2 separate regions of the Drosophila melanogaster genome follow, and region 2 is linked to region 1. Evidence: chromatin contacts called from public Hi-C data. All regions are on one chromosome and are shown on one strand. The core of a region is the stretch at or near the end of the contact, and the rest is flanking DNA. Distances in the headings are between cores, read along the strand shown.

Evidence for each region. A called contact is a pair of places that touch in the nucleus more often than the background predicts.
Region 2: a Hi-C map of the Kc167 cell line shows a contact between it and region 1, with 5 times the contacts expected there. The contact joins the promoter of CG2712 here to the promoter of Roc1a in region 1. A contact is called at or near these places in 10 of 107 Hi-C or Micro-C datasets (the Kc167 cell line, the OSC cell line, the S2 cell line and 2 more).

The regions. Positions count from the first base shown.
Region 1 is chrX:645,375-649,513 of dm6, forward strand. It overlaps Roc1a (Regulator of cullins 1a), which reads left to right and starts at 1,930. Exons shown (of 3, transcript NM_001297825.1): 1 at 1,930-2,151; 2 at 2,236-2,263; 3 at 2,329-3,223. The coding sequence starts at 2,074. The coding sequence ends at 2,549. It overlaps CG13367, which reads left to right. Exons shown (of 2, transcript NM_130495.2): 1 at 1-539; 2 at 616-1,012. The coding sequence ends at 824. Hmt4-20 (Histone methyltransferase 4-20) reads right to left here. Exons shown (of 3, transcript NM_130497.4): 3 at 3,109-4,139.
Region 2 is chrX:2,730,151-2,734,289 of dm6, forward strand. CG2712 reads left to right here and starts at 2,319. Exons shown (of 3, transcript NM_130672.3): 1 at 2,319-3,020; 2 at 3,081-3,335; 3 at 3,406-4,139. The coding sequence starts at 2,415. The coding sequence ends at 4,050. It overlaps ttm50 (tiny tim 50), which reads right to left and starts at 2,040. Exons shown (of 5, transcript NM_001316628.1): 1 at 1,640-2,040; 2 at 1,384-1,567; 3 at 799-1,327; 4 at 616-739; 5 at 1-556. The coding sequence starts at 1,898. The coding sequence ends at 366. It overlaps crm (cramped), which reads right to left. Exons shown (of 7, transcript NM_166951.2): 7 at 4,098-4,139.

The DNA of each region.
Region 1 (4,139 bases), core at 680-3,179:
CAGTCTAAATGGCACAGCCAACCAGGCGCCCACCCGCTCCCCAACGATAATAAAGCGTCTGCGAAAGAGCACGCGCTTCAAGGCCAAGCAAACGGGCAAGGGCACTCCCGGAAGCGGCAGTAGCCAGTCAAATGGCCACAATAGCGGGGCGAATGGTTCCACCGGCAGCTCCGTGCACCTCGCGGGCGCTGGCGCCCATCCCAGTAATACCAACAAGCATGGGAAGTCCGGTCCAGCGGGCACAGGCGGGGCCACTGGAGCCCGTAATCGCCGCGCTCTCTTCAAGAAACCAGCACAGAAAACTCCCAAGGTGCAGGCGAGCACCAGGTTCGTGAGAAGCCTTTTCCACAAGGGCAGCTATATACAAATCGGGGATATCGTCAGCATTGTGGACAGCGAGCAGAATCTGTACTACGCCCAGATACGCGGTCTGCTTGTGGACGCCTATTGCGAGAAGTCCGCCTTCCTCACCTGGCTGATTCCCACGCAGGACAGTCCGGATCCCCAGGAGGGCTTCGATCCCCCTACCTACCTAATCGGTATGTCAGTCCTGTCCTCCTGCCTGCTACCCAAAGTTTTTTAAATTGTATTTTTGCTTAACTCCCGTGCCTGCAGGACCCGATGAGGAGCTGTCCCGGAAGCTCTGCTACCTAGAGTTCGTGATGCATGCTCCCAGCAACTACTACTTCGACCGGAGCACCCCGTTTCCCCTGCCGGACGTGGATGAGTACACTGCCCAGAGATCGGGCGGCTACATCTGGACGCGGCTGCCGATAGTCAAGCGGGAAAAGGGCAGTGGCCACAAAGCGGGCGGTGCCTCCTAGCAGAAGAGGTGGCTCAAGGGCAGGATGGCCGGAGCCCTGAATTTGAAAAATCTAATTTATTGCAACTTTTACTCTTCGTAAACGGGCTACTTGCCGAACAGAAAATAATTCAAAAAGTACTTGATGTACTGTAGTACCAACTGAACTCAATCAGCAATTAATGAATAAAATACAATTTTGTAATTATGGATAACGAAGCGTTTCCGACCTATAAAGTATACATGTATAAACATATGTTCTTGATCAGGATCAATAGCCGAGTCGAACTGGCCATGTCCGTCTGACCGTATGAACGCCTCAATCTCAGGAACTATAAAACAGACAGTCGCAGCGCAAGTTTGTTGACCCATGTGGCCCAGTTTAGTGTCGTCCAACGCTACGCGCGCACTTTTGAAAAATGTTTTGATATTTTTAAAATTTTGTTATAAGTCCTGTTTGAATTGCAAAAAACTAATTCCCACGCCCACAAACCGCCCAAAACTGCCACGCATATACTTTTGAAAAATGTTTTGATTTTTCTTCGATTTTACTTTTTTGCAATTTGATCGGTATACCATAAACAAAACATTAAAAATTTTGATTAAGATACCAAAAGGTTATCGACACGAATCGGAATCGTTATTGAATTAGACGAGAAAATAGTGGTGGAGAAACATCGATGTTTCCGATTTGGCGAAAAATATCAAAGTCTTAAACATATTCTTTAAACATGTTGTTCTAAACATCGATGTTTTAAATAAAAACAAAAAAATTATCTGTTTAATTTAAATATTATTTTCTTTTTTAATATTGACTAAATAAAAAAGGCAGTATTTTAACTAAACATAAACTTATTGTCGTCTACGTCTTCATCCCTCCTTATTCAGGAGTTAAAAACTTAAATTTCAGATATTTATCCACGTCTTTCAGGACATCAGCCAACACCACCAGCAAGTCACACTAAATTTGCGATATGTTATTAATAATTCTATTAAAAAATATGGAACTTACAATTTATACTTACAATATATACACATATCTTCTCCGATGTGCAGTAAATACCATCGATACCATCGACGCCATCGATGTTGGCATCGATGTTTCGCCACCTTTACGAGAAAAAGCGGCGGTCACACTGCTTGAGCCTCACTGCGAGTGGTTTTCTATTAAAACGAAAAGGATAGGGACAGAAAAGCCAAAACTACGTTAGTTGTGAAAATTGCATTTGTGTTGCGAGAGTTTTGTCAGGATAAATAGGTGTATTTCCACCATGGAAGTCGACGAGGATGGATACGAGGTTCCCTCCAGCAGCAGCAAGGGCGATAAGAAGCGCTTTGAGGTGAAGAAGGTAAGTGGTCAGCAAAAAAGCAGGGTCATTGTCAATGAATGTACTGATGGTAACACTTCATCCTTTCCGCTTCGCCGAAAACAGTGGAACGCCGTGGCTCTGTGGGCCTGGGGTAAGTAGTAATGCGAATTGTAGTGCTCCGAGTCGGGGGATTAACCGCATTCCATTTCGATGCAGACATCGTGGTGGACAACTGCGCCATCTGCCGCAACCACATCATGGACTTGTGCATCGAGTGTCAGGCGAACCAGGCGTCCGCCACTAGCGAGGAGTGCACCGTGGCCTGGGGCGTCTGCAACCACGCCTTCCATTTCCACTGCATCTCTCGCTGGCTAAAGACGCGCCAGGTATGCCCACTGGACAACCGCGAGTGGGATTTCCAGAAGTACGGCCACTAAAATCTACAAAACCCCCAAGACCCACCAGATGGAGGGAGCAGCACTTCCCGCAAGCTAGATGATGGAGGCCTGCTTCATCTGGACATTTGAATACCTTTTTAGATCTTAAGCTAGTGGGGCGATTCGAGTGAACTGGTAGCCTTTAGGAGCACAGTTACCGATTTCCGAGACTCCCCGGGAAGCGCACCTTTTTGTAACGCGTTAAATAAAAGCTGTAGAAGATGGAGAAGACTAGACGGATGTTTCTACCTTTCACCCTTTGGAGTCTATATTCACTGTGACGATGGCATCTTACCGCGAAATCCACTAGCTAGTCGTGCCTAAATTTTCAGAGTATATAACTCATGACTGGCAAAAAATATGATTGGGTCATTGGGTTCCATAAATGTAGCTCTGCTTAGTTATCCTTGGATGGCATTTGAAGAGGATCTGGCTAGTTCAAACTAGTTTAGTTTTGCTTAACTATATGCGTCATGACCAGCTCCAGATCAGGTTGTTCAGATATATGAAAGTAGTTTCGTAAAAACAAATCAAAATCAGTCGATGCAAAGAAAGAGCTGCGTTTGTAAAAACTAAATGTTCTTTTTAGTTTATTATGAATGTTTTGCGGCCGCGGCAGCTTAGAAAATAATACACATTAGTTACAGATATGAATAAAGTATATGGTATATATCAAATATGATTAATGTTTAATTGCATAAGCTACTAACTAAACTTATAGGTAAACAAAAAATAATTATGTCGTTAAAAAATCATCGAATTTGCTTCGTGTGTGTGTGTGGTTGTGATGGTTTAGTTGTAGTTTTCTATCTGTCGCCTTTTAAAAACCAAATTTCACAGAGAACAAAATAAACAATAAGCTGGCAATAAAACGAAGGGCAGGGAGTGCGAGTTGTTTTGGATTCAGATTCATGTGAATTAAACCAGATTGCATGGTCCGTCGAACCACTTGAACCACCACTTGTATCGAGTTGTATTTAGCGTTTTATTTGAATCTTCTGTTCAATTGTTTTCGCTTGCTTTATAATTAAATTTCCCGCTTTTTGGTTTATATACATTGTTATTGTTATATGTATGTGAAAGTGTAAGCTCCTCCTCCTTTCGGTCTCTTCAACCAGCTCGCTTTGTAGTAATTAACATTAAGTTTGTCTCGTATATCTTGTATATACACCATGCATATATGTTATTATTTATATATTGCTGTTCTGGTTGCCGCTGCTGCGCTATTGTTTTCTTGTTGGCTATTGTGGGGTGGGAGTCCCAAGTATCCTCGAATATGTGGTTGTTTCATTATCTTGCAACAAACAGAGGGGCTTGCTTGGTGTAAAGCTAAGTTGGGTTTCGGATGCAAGGCGTCTAAAACCTCTGCTAATTGCGTCCTAAATCCTCCCATTCTGATTCACAGTGGCTCCTGGGCTGCTCGTCCGCTGTTTAGGTCGGTTAGTTCTCAACTGTACATGATTTGAATGCGATTTAACTCTATTCTTAGCCGTTTAACTATCAAATTGCTGGTGGTGGTGGTGGTGGTGGTGCTGCTGCTGCTGTTGCTGCTGCCGATGTTGCCGCTGCTCCGGTTGCTCCCGCTGCTGC
Region 2 (4,139 bases), core at 1,069-3,568, 2.1 Mb after region 1:
TTAGATAACGCACAGCAAGTTCTCCACTTTCGTAACGAAACACATGGATGTCTTGTTTTTGGTTTTACGGTTAAGTCGTCTCTTTATAATAATAATATTACGATTAAATTGCCAAAAAACAAAAACAAGCAAGTTTAGTTATTCAATAAAACAAAAACATGCGCCTCGTCTTTTCCCAAAGGAGCAAAAGACAGAGCGTGCCTCCCAATCCTGCTGTCTGCTGTCTGCTACTGCTTCCCACTAACTACTCCAAAAGTCGACGAAAAATATGGCCAGTGTGCTGCTGCAGGGCGTGTTTGTTGCTCCGGCGCAGGCGGAAGGTTAAGGTATGCGTATGGAACGGGTTGTGCGGTATGGCCAGCCTCCTAGCGGCCGAGAATGTTGCGCGACCACTGTTTGACCATTGGCTTGGTCTTGGACTGCTCGATGCGTTCCGCCTCCAGCATTTGTTCGGCCAGCTTGCGCTGGTTCTCCCGGAACTGGTTGATGGGATCGTCGAACTGGCGATAGTAGTGGAGCACCTCGCGCACGTCGTCCACGTTGTTCTGCGCAATTACTGTAGCGAATTGCAAGGGTCAGTGTTTAGCTTTCAATGTCACTTGTGGCGCAACTTACTCTTTAGGAAAGCGATAAGGTCCAGCAGTTGGCCATCATCGTCGTTGCCATGCCAGCGGGCCAAGCCGAATGTGTTGTCCGGATGCATCTTGGTGGCATTCGCATCCCAGTCCACAACAATCACCTAAAATACTCCCTTCTTTATAGATGATTGCAATAGAAAATACGTTGTGCATGACTTGCCTTCTTGAGGTCGCGATTAAGGTTGTCCAGGTTCTTCACATGATGGCCGTCCACAAAGTGCGTGGCATCCCTGACCAGGCGGTACATAATGTAGCCGTTGGGATCGAGGGCATCCAGGATGGGGAACACGGTCATGCCCTGTTCGGCGGTGAAGACGACAATTTCAAAGTCCTTGGCGCACTCGGCCAGAAAGTGGTCGACGCCGGGACGCTTCTTGAAGCGCCAGCCAGTTTGGTAAGTCCAGTCCGGATGCACCAGCACGTCCTTCATCTCCAGCACAAGCGTGTAGCGCGGCTGCACGTACGGCGGCTTGAGCGGATCGGGCAGCAGTTTGGCGCGCGACGGCTCCTGGATCATGCGCTGATAGTAGTGAATGCTCTTCCACATCCGCTGCAGATACTGCTGTACCAGCGGCTTGTGTGTGAACTCGTCCTCGATGGGCTGCCCGTTGGGGTCCACCTCGGGCTTGCCGAACTCGTAGACGGCCCAGAATCCAGCAGCCACGGCGCTGCCTCCGAATATTGCAAAGCTGCAGCAGGAAGTATTGTTATAATACTGTTACGCATTGAATGGGCGTCAGCTTACCCCAGCTTCATGCGCTTCCAGGCACGCTCGTTCTCCTTTTCCTCCTCCTCCTCGCGCTTCTTGCGCTCCTGCTCGGCGTTGCTGTCCACCTCCGGCGAGGTCTGAGGAAAGAGCTTGGCCAGCAGCGGGGCATTCGGTGCGACCTCGGGCGCATCATTGGGGCCAGTGGCTCCAGCTTCCTGCTCTGCGAAACGAAAGTGGCCAAGGATGAATGTTTAGGACTCTACTGTTTAGGACTCTACCGTGAATCACTTACTGGTTGTGCTGCTGTAGCCACGCGCTGTGTGCAGGATCGAGAAGAGCGCCGGAGCAGCCGCTGGCAGTGCTGTGCAAGTGAATAGTCGGAGGTACTGCTGCTGGTGGTGGAGGAGGTGGTGCTGGTGCTGGTAGTGTTGGTGGTAGTGGTGGTAGTGATTACCCAATGCGCGGTGCTGGTGGATGTGGGTAAGAAGACGCGGCGTGCTAAGGCCGCGCAGCAACTGGAGGACGGTGGCCGGTGCCATGCTCATGCTCATGCTTCCCCCTTCCTTCCCGATATCGAGTCCTAGAGCCGTTCACGAGTCCTGCTCGGATGGCAGCGACTTTTTACTTATAAAAAATTCCAACAAAAATTTCAACTTCCCACCGGCACGGCGTTGGCGTTAGGGATTTTATATACTGTCCACTGCCAGGCGGCACCAGGCGTTAGTACATTTAGCACGTGGCTCTCAGCAGGTATAGATCGGCGATTTTCAAGCCAAATCTGGCGGGATTTTGCAGATAACTGCGTGTGTACATATGTTGCCTCCGGCAATCTGACTAATCACAGTATTAAGAAAATTTTAAATTAAAATATTTTAAATAATATGGAAATACACAACCTTTGACCAACCACCAAGCCACTGTGCCTCTGGTCACTTCCAAGCTGATGTGCCTGGCTAGCTATTTTGAGTGCCACCACTAACGCATCAGCTGGACTTTGGCATCACTGTTCGGGACGCTAAATTAAGTTATTTATTTAAACGTGTATTATCTACTGTCGAGTTCAATCCATGACGACCATGTCGCCGCCGTCCCCCATGGACGCCTTGTGCCGCGTGTGCCACACAGCATCGCCGCGCTGCCTGCCGCTCTTCAAACCGCTCGACGATCCAATTTCCGGCAAACCAGCGACGCTGGCCAGCATTTTAAGCTACTGCAGCGGTCTGGAGATCCTAGAGGCGGAGCTCTTCCTGCCCCACCACATCTGCCCGGACTGCGTGGCCAAGTTGCGGCTCTCGCTGGAATTCAAGCGGAGTGTCCATCGCATGGACAGAATTCTGCGGCAGAGTCATGCGGACTTTTGCCGCAGCAAAAAGATCAGCGCGGTGAATACTAGGGCCAGGCTGTCAACCGAGATTCCGGAGGATTTTGTACTCGTGCTCGATGACCAGGAAGTGACTGAATATCCAGCAGAAACGATACGAGATGAGGAGCAACTCCTGGTCGTAGAATCAGATGAGGCGGAGAGCCGGCTGGAAGCGCCAATTGTACAGGAGGAGAGGCTGGATATTGCACTGGAACAGCACGAAGACGATCTCTGCGAGATTGTCGACGATCCGGATCCGGAGCAACGTAGGAGCAGGTTAGAAAGATCCGAGCCAGCGCTGCAATGTCCCGTGAGTTGCCTTTCCGAATTAGAAGTAAGTAATCACGAAATAGTTTCCCATCTTCGGCAGATTTGCGGCAAACAACTGGCTAGGAAGCGGACCTTTCAGTACCACATGAGGCTACATGGCCAGCCAAAAATTCGCCAAGAAGACAACGACCACTGCATTGAAGAGTGCCTCCAAGTGGAGCCCGTTTTGCAGGCCAAAGCTGGCGAAGATGTCTACGAGATTGTGGAGAAATCAGCACAGACTTCGGCGACGCAGAAAACTTTGCCCAGTGGAAGCCGGCCTTGGAAACCCCTCAATCCCTCCCTACAGTGTAAAGTAAGTTGGTCATCGCAGCTCGCAAATAACTCAAAGCCGAAGGTCATCAATTCTCCCTCCATTCCTTTAGATCTGTGGCAAGCAACTAAGCACCAACAACTCCTTCAAGTACCATATGCAGCTACATGGCACGGCCACGCCCTACGTTTGCACAATCTGCGGAGAGTCCTTTAAGACGCGAAACGCCCGCGACGGCCATGTCACGCTGCACGATCGTAACAATCCGAACAGGTGCCCCACCTGCTTCAAGGTCTACCGGCAGGCGTCCTCGCTGCGCACACACCTTCTAATCCACAGCGGAATCAAGCCATTCGAGTGCAGCATCTGCGGCAAGAGGCTAACACAGAAGTCGGGCTACAAGAAGCACATGCTCACCCACACGGGCGAGAAGCCGCACGGCTGCGACATTTGCGGCCGTCGCTTCCGCTACTCGAGCAATCTGATTGCCCACAAGCGCTGCCACAGCCAGGAGAAGCCCCACCCGTGCCCGGTGTGCCAGAAGCGCAGCTTCGGCAGCACATCCGAGCTCAACCGCCACATGCTCGTCCACAGCAGCGAGCGACCGTTCGGCTGTGAGCAGTGCGGCAAGTCCTTCAAGCGCCGCATCTCACTCGCCATCCATCGCCAGTCGCACAAGGCGGGCAGACAGCGGAGGCGGGCCGAGCATGAAGTGGGTGTCCAACTGGAGGAGCAGGACGAGAATGTGGAGACCTGAAGCTAGATCGCTTATACTATCGGCTTAATGTACAAATCGGGACATTTAGTTTTAGTTCAATTCGCTTTTATTTTCGGTACTTTCCTTCG